Regions from separate parts of the Zea mays genome. Here region 2 is linked to region 1. Evidence: chromatin contacts called from public Hi-C data. All regions are on one chromosome and are shown on one strand. The core of a region is the stretch at or near the end of the contact, and the rest is flanking DNA. Distances in the headings are between cores, read along the strand shown.

Region 1 (3,927 bases), core at 903-3,402:
AGGCGGCGCGTCATCTCCTCAATAAATGCAGAGGCTGCACGGCTTTATGGGTCTTACGTCAGGCTCGGCCCGTTGGCTTATGTCACGGGCCACAAGCCACTCGGCAGCAGCGGGTCTCCGCCTGAGCGTGAAGCATAGGGCAAGGCCTGGACACGTGCCGACACCGGACCCCTACTCATGTCGGGATCCTCCTCGTCCCGAGACCTTGCCAAGGCCCAGACTTTACTCGGAGGGACCTGGGGCTTACCGGCATGCCCTTCTGGGAGCTCCGGACCCGTGCGTACAGGGGTCCGGTGTCCCTCTGCGGAGGTCCGGACCCGTCGATGCACGGTGGGATGTATTATCTTTACTTGTCATATGGTGCCCCTAGACCTGCCCATGTGGTGGGGTCGGGCGCCGCTCTCCGTGTGACCTGGAGATGTCGTACTGGTGGAGCGCCTTCATACTGTAGAAGAGGGTACCCCTGATTTAGAGTACCGACAGTCATCTTCTACGGAAACGGAAGGAAACATTCTGCGTGTGTTTATCTCAATCTGACTGCAATTAAAATGAACCAATGATTTACAAAGTCGTTTGAATCTATACAACATTTTTCTCTTTGTTCACTAGAACCTAACAGTTAGCCGCTGAAAATCAGCTATTGTTTAGATCATCAGCTAATGTCTTATCTACCACCCAACCAATACTTAGCTATTAGCCAGCCGGTTTCTCTCATCAGCTCGAATGGCACAGAACTAAATGCCAGAAAAGGCCCTCTTCAGCCTCTCGATCGGGCGGTCTTTTCGTCGATCCAGAAGCCATAACTGCTAACATGCATGTTCACCAGTCATCAGATCGATCTTCCATTAATTTCTTCGTCAAACTCTTCTCGAGAAGGCATTGCATGAACAAGATCAGCCGAGCGCCTTCAGAGAAAAGGAGACGAGCACTAGCAAGAGCCACGGCTGCATGCATCTTTTGCTGCTCGCGGACGAGGTTGTCGTCGCCGGCCAACGAGAACCTCCGCCGCCGTAGTTGTAGATCGGCGGTTTGTAACCGCCATTGTTGCTGTAAATCGGCGGCGCACCGGCACTGCCATCGCCGGTGCTCTGGCCATCCATCTGAGCTCCGAGAAACATCGCATCCGACTTCTTTATCCTGAAGGGACAAGTGATGGGTGATGAGAACAAGCAGTCAAGCAGCAAGCAAATACATGCGTGATGACGTGCTGTCGACCCGTCGTACGTTGTAACAAGTCGGTTTATATAATAAATAAATTATACCCGGAGGTCGGGAGGCAGAAGGCGATGGTGTAGTCCAAGGCCTTGCAGGTGAAGGTGCTGGTGCTGTCGTCGTAGGCGTAGCTGTACGCGCGCGGGCAAGCCGACTTGAAGATGGACGAGTACACCGTCGGGTGGCACGCGTCCGGCGTCCCGTACGCGCCGCTGCAGCAGTACCTGTCCTGCCCGAACGCCTCGCACGCGCTCCGGCAAGCGATGGCGCCGCCGCCGCAGTCCACCTGCAGCTCCGTCGGGCACGCTGCCGAAACGAAAGCCACGTACGGTCAGTCGGCCGGTAAAGGCTGTCTTTGGAGTAGAGTAGGGAGTAGGGACCCGACAGCTAGCGGCACTGCACTCACAGCGGTTCAGGTCGGCCATGCATCCGGTGGCGTTGCACGCGCCCTGGCGCGCCCGCGGGATCGCGACGACCGGGAGGTTGTAGCCGTCGACGAGGCTCACGTCGTAGAAGTCCAGCTGGCCGCCGCCCTGCCCCAGGGTGACCTCGAACAGCGTGGCCGGCGGCGTGGCGCCGGACCCGCGGCACTCCACCCGCCCGCCGCAGTCGCCCGTCTGGCACACGCCCGCGCCTTCCGCGTCGAACACGCACCCTGTCCGCGCCCATATCCGCCCCGACCACCCCGCCGGCGCCGCGAGCTGGGCCGTCTGCCCAGGCTCCAGCTTGAACCCCGTCGTGGAAAGCTGCGACGTGCCGGCCCCGGCGAGCGTCCCCGGCCATATCGGGTGGGGGCAGTAGTTGGAGATAGTGAACGTCATGGCCACCGAGACGTGGTGCCACTGCACGAGCACCAGAGCAAGCAGGCACAGCCGGCGAGCTCTCGGTTCTCCCATGCTACTGATTTGGGTGTGGCAAATCTGCCAACCGATGTGAATCCGAGGGAGAAAGGGGAATGCATTGGGGGCATCCTTGAGAGATTTAAAGCTCGAGGCACGCGACTGGTGGCGAGGGAAGCAAGCCAGGTGCTACCAAGACAGTGGCTTTTCTTGGTGAGCTTGGTTTAGCATGTCGCGTGGATATATGCGGTGGCCTGGGGAAGAAGAAATACCTTTTGGGATGCGATAAGCTGACGATGTTAACGTGAATTGTTTGGCCCATGCGGGTAAAGCTTGCGATTATGTATATGCCTTAATTCCTGGCCAGATATACTTTGTTCTGCCGATCTGAACAAATCAGCGTGAACATTACTGAGAACTCAACTCTTGTCCCAACTTGGACAGGATGCAATTTTTTTTTTTTGAAGGAAATGGCAGGAGCTCTGCCTAATCATTAAAAGGAGATAGTTCAGAAAATACACTGTACAGGTCCGAGGACCGAGATAAGACAGACTAGCAAACACAACGTGAGGAGCGCTCCCAACAGACCCGCACAAATCCGCGAAACCAATGCAGCAACCCTAATACTGGAGGAACATGGCTCTCTTGAAAGTGCACACGTCCTCTTTAATCTTCAAGGCTAATTGGATAGGGGTGAGGGCGCTGTTTTCGAATATCCTCCGGTTTCTCTCCTTCCAGATGTTCCACAGGGTGTATATCATGAGGCCGTTGAAGTCACGCTTTTGGTTCTTTGGGAGCGGGGAGGATGTAGCTTCCCACCAGTCTTTTATGCTGGAGAAGTGAGTAGGGTCAGCCTGGGCCAGGAGGCTCAAGCCCTCCCAAACTAGAATCTGACGCCACACCGCCCGGGCAAAAGGGCAATGCAAACAGAGGTGGGGGCCGGTCTCCAAGGGACCATTGCAGAGGGAGCAGTTTGGTTGGTGCGGCCAACCCCGAGTGGCCAGATTGTTAGCAGTGAGGAGCTTGTCCTGTAGAAGAATCCAAGCAAAAATCTTGCACTTTTGCTCTGCCCGTGCCCGCCAAACAAAATCAGAATTAATGTGGCTGTACGACCCAATGAATTGTGCATTGTAGGCTGATTTTACCGTGAAGACACCGTCGGGGTTCCATTTCCAGGCAATGGAGTCCGGCACCTGTGGTTGGAGGTGGAAATCATGGAGTCTAAACCAGAGGGAGACGAATTCCTCAATCTGCACCGTGGAGGTAATCTTGCCTCTCAACGACCTGATCCAATTCCCGTCATTGATCTCAATGGCAACTGACTTGTTCTTTCTTGAGACTAGCTCGAAGAGGTGTGGTGCTAGGTTTCTTGGCGCCATGCCATCAAGCCAACTGTCGTGCCAGAATTTGGTTGTCTTGCCATCTCCAACGGTGACGATGGTGGAGGCGCTAAAGAGGAGCCTGTCCGCAAGGTTACAAGGCACATCAAACCCTTTCCAAGGATGATCCTCTGTCGTCCAGCTCTTCCAAAGCCACCTTAGCCGGAGGGCGCAGCTGAATTTGTCGAGGTTGAGAATGCCCAGACCGCCTAGGGTTTTGGGCTTGCAGACTAGTGGCCAAGCCACAAGACAATGGCCTCCATTTGATTCAGCCTTTCCTCTCCAGAGGAAGGAGCGGCGGATCCTATCGATGCGTTTACGGGCCCATGTCGCGAGGGGAAAGACCGACAAGTGGTATGTGGGCATAGCGGACAGGACGGAAGACATAAGCGTGAGACGACCAGCCCGATTGAGCATGCTTCCTTTCCATCCGGCCAGACGGTTCTGGATTTTCTCGATCAGAGGTTGGACATGAATTTTCTGGAGCGCCCGGGTGT
Region 2 (3,735 bases), core at 1,226-3,725, 190 kb before region 1:
GGCACATGCAGTGCATATATAATCTGAAGATTTTGGGAAATTTTGCTTCAGTCAAATCATGACCAATAGAATTGGTGATAATTTTTCTCATCATCCCGATACCTAGGTGCCCTAGTCGATCATGCCAAATTTGAAATGCATCGACATTCTGAAAAATTACCTTGTATGCAACATGTTCAATGGGCTTGATGTATGTATAATATAATCCGGATTCTAGAGTTAGAATTTTTTCACATATCTGTTTGCCATATTCAGTAGGTTTAGTAAGAAGTAGATATTCTTCTTTATTTTCTTCATATGTTTCCACATGGATCCCATTCTTACGAATATCTCTATAACTTAATAAGGTACGAGTTGAATCAGGATATAATAAAGCATTCTCGATCACAATTTGAGTACCCATTGGGAGAGTGATAATGGTTCTACCAGAACCAACTATCAATGCATCTCTTCCTGCAATTGTTAAAACATTTCCTTCCCTTTTCTTTAAAGTCTGAAAATATTTTATCTCAGTTAATATAGAGTTTGTGGTACAGCTATCCACAAGGCATAATTCCTCCTCCAATGAACCATTTCCGGTAGACATCTTCTCTGTCTTTCTCGCCGGATTTCTGACTGGCTTTTCTCCTTCCCTGATGTTGACGGCGGTGGTTCACGACGAGTCCTTCTCTGGTTTCTTAGATGTCGACGGTGGTGGTTCATGGCGAGTCCTTCTCTGGTTTTTTGGATGTCGGTGGTGGCCTCTCTCGACAGTTAGAGACGGGTGCTGATAACGTGTTTAGAAAGTATTGCTTGAGAATGAATCTCTGATCTCTGTATTCTATTAACATAAACAATATATACATAGTGAACGTACGGCTTCACGCCCGCACATCCGTTCGGTTGAAAAGCACGTTTACTTTATGCGTTTACATTATTGTTAATTAGGATTAAGGGAATGGGTAACCGCTAATCTTCTAGAGACTTCTTGTTCTCTCTGGATCTTCTGGAGACTTCTTATCTCTGGATGAGATCATCCACCGTCTATTTTCATTTAACAGTGAGATCGACGAGTGGGTTTGCACAGCAGTACACGGAGGACTCTGGAGGGATATCCATTGACATCGTAGCAGCAGCCAGGAGAAGATTGCAGGAAAAACTAACCAACGATGCGGCGGTCACACAGGATTTTTCTCTCGAGACGCTCGCGACGATGTCAATGACATTTCAAAGGAATGAACGCAAGAAATTGAATGTATCGTTATAGTTGGCAGGACCGCAAGATAAACTAAGAACCTAGATACTCTAAACTCAATGGTGGTAACCCTCGAACACTATCGTCTTCTTTTCTCAACTCTATTTCCTTAACTCCAGGGGCGGACCCAGTAAATAATGGGACTGAGGGTATACTTGCAAAGATAAGCGCTAGAATACTAAAGAAAAGGTCTCTAAGTTAGTCTGAGCAAGGGACCTCATTAGTAAAAATCTAGACACTACTACTTACAACAGAGAAATGAGCGGGGGCATGCGCCCCCACTCGCATCAACGTAGGTCCGCCCCTACTTAACTCTATAGCAGATATATTCTGAACGTACCTTTTAAGTTGGTCAAAGTATCTCTCAGAGGATGTACAACCCTAACACTACCGTACGATACTCTAAATATAAGATATAACTAAAACACAATACAATACAATGTGCGTGTCTAAAACCTATATTTTACTATATCTACTGCACCAACCAGAGCATTCAATAAATTAAATTGACCAATTAGCTATTCCTCGTCTCGAGCATAAAGCCAAGATACAATGTCTTCGTTAAGATACATGTCTTATTTTTTTTACATTTGTCCCCTTAAACACACTTGAAGACACGGCTCAAGACATCCGTTATACATGTTCTCAACAAGCAATGTGGGATTAACCTTTAACTATCTAGCATTTAATATGGACCATCCCATTTATTCGAGCAAAAACACTACTCACAAGGAGATCTAGTAGCCACTGAAAAAATATCGGCTAGAGAAAGCCATCGAGTAACACATGTTTACACTACACCATAAAAAACCGTGTATTATATAAGTATATAACTATACAGAACTTGCTAAAAGAAAAAAAAAATATCAAGACGGCATTGTGATACTTGCTATCAATAATTACGTCCTCTCATTGGTTTTTTTGACTTGCTATGGATGTGTTGAGGTGTGAGTGTAATACAGTGGTTGGATAACTTGAGATATGGCACTATGGCAGTGATACATTGGGATACGGTGCCACATTACTGACCTTGCTCGCGTGCAATTGGAAAATTGGAATCAATCGCGCAACAACAGTACAGCACACATCGCGTGTATTTCGTGGTTTGGCTGCAGAAGATCCTGGAGCTTTGCTACCTCTTTCAGCGACCTCCACACCCAGGTTGCGTCGTGGTCCTTGCTCTTATCCTATCCTGCCTACTGCCTGCGTTTATCTTCTTCTCTCTTTCCCCTCTCTGGCCCTCTCTCTCATTTTCTCATCATACAAGTTGTTGAGTTCCTGTCCCTGTTCTTGGACGGACACATATCCAATCCACCCGAGATTTGCTCAATTTACTCCAGACACACTGGCAACGACCGGACCGTCGAACCTCGCGTCTCTGGCGACATGTCGACGGCGGTGGCGGAGGCGCGGCCGCGCTACGGGTTCCCCGGATCCGGGAAGGGGGGCAGCGGCGGCGGCGGCGGCGGGCATGGGAAGGAGGCGGACATGGCGGCGGTCGGGAAGAGGAGGAGCGACGGCTTCTTCATAGAGGAGGTGGCGGAGGAAGAGGTGCTGACCGATACCTCCTCGGTCGGGGCGCCGTCGCCGTCGGGCTCGTCGATCGGTGAGAACTCGTCGTCGGAGGCCGGCGGTGACGACGTGGACGAGGAGGTCGAGAGCAAGCTCAAGGAAGATGACGCGCTGGATTGCTTGGACGCGCTCGAGGACTCCTTGCCCGTGAAGTGAGTTCGTAAAAGTTTTTTTTTTTTTGGTTTCCGTCTTGGATCGCTCATGCTATTTCGCTTGCTTTTGCAAAATGGGATCTTTTTTTTATTCAAAAGGATGATTTTTTGGGGGCCTATTAACTGGAAACGCTTTAAATTTGGTTGGTCAGGAAGGGCCTCTCGAGCTTCTACTCCGGCAAGTCCAGGTCGTTCACCAGCCTCGCCGAGGCCACGTCGACGGTGGCGGCGGCCAAGGAGCTGGCGAAGCCGGAGAACCCGTTCAACAAGCGGCGCCGCATCCTGGCCAACTGGTCCAGGCGAGCCTCCTGCAGCTCGCTGGCCACGGCCGCCTACCTGCCCCCGCTCCTGGGCCCCGACCACGCCGTCGCCGAGGGGGACGAGGGCGAGGAGGACGACTCCGACTCCGACGACGTGGAGTGCAGCCAGCTGCCGCCGCCGCACCGCGGAAAGAACGTCCGGGACGCGCGGGCACTGCCACCCCTTAGACTCGGCGGTGCTGGGATGCGGCGGAGGAACGGGCCGAATGGCGGCCTCGGGAGCTTCAGATCCCCGAGGTCCTTCTCGCTGTCCGATCTCCACAGCAGCGCTGAGGGGGAGTAGTGATTAGCAGCCGCAGATCTGCTTCCAGCTCTGGCCTCCTCTCTTGGCCACCACCAGTAGAGATGTAGTAGTAGCCACTTACTATATGGTTCCGGTGTATAAGATCCAAGTCTGTTGTGTTCATCCTCCTGGCTTCCGTTTCTTTGACCTCACAAGTCACAAGAAGTGCATCGA

The links. A called contact is a pair of places that touch in the nucleus more often than the background predicts.
Region 2: a Hi-C map of leaf shows a contact between it and region 1, with 7 times the contacts expected there. The contact joins the promoter of LOC100276653 here to the promoter of LOC103647557 in region 1. A contact is called at or near these places in 2 of 25 Hi-C or Micro-C datasets (endosperm and leaf).

What each region holds. Positions count from the first base shown.
Region 1 is chr2:196,821,201-196,825,127 of Zm-B73-REFERENCE-NAM-5.0, reverse strand. It overlaps LOC103647557 (pathogenesis-related thaumatin-like protein 3.5), which reads right to left and starts at 2,152. Exons shown (of 3, transcript XM_008672076.4): 1 at 1,619-2,152; 2 at 1,263-1,518; 3 at 519-1,137. The coding sequence starts at 2,108. The coding sequence ends at 894.
Region 2 is chr2:197,014,759-197,018,493 of Zm-B73-REFERENCE-NAM-5.0, reverse strand. LOC100276653 reads left to right here and starts at 2,475. Exons shown (of 2, transcript NM_001350171.1): 1 at 2,475-2,958; 2 at 3,115-3,735. The coding sequence starts at 2,621. The coding sequence ends at 3,568.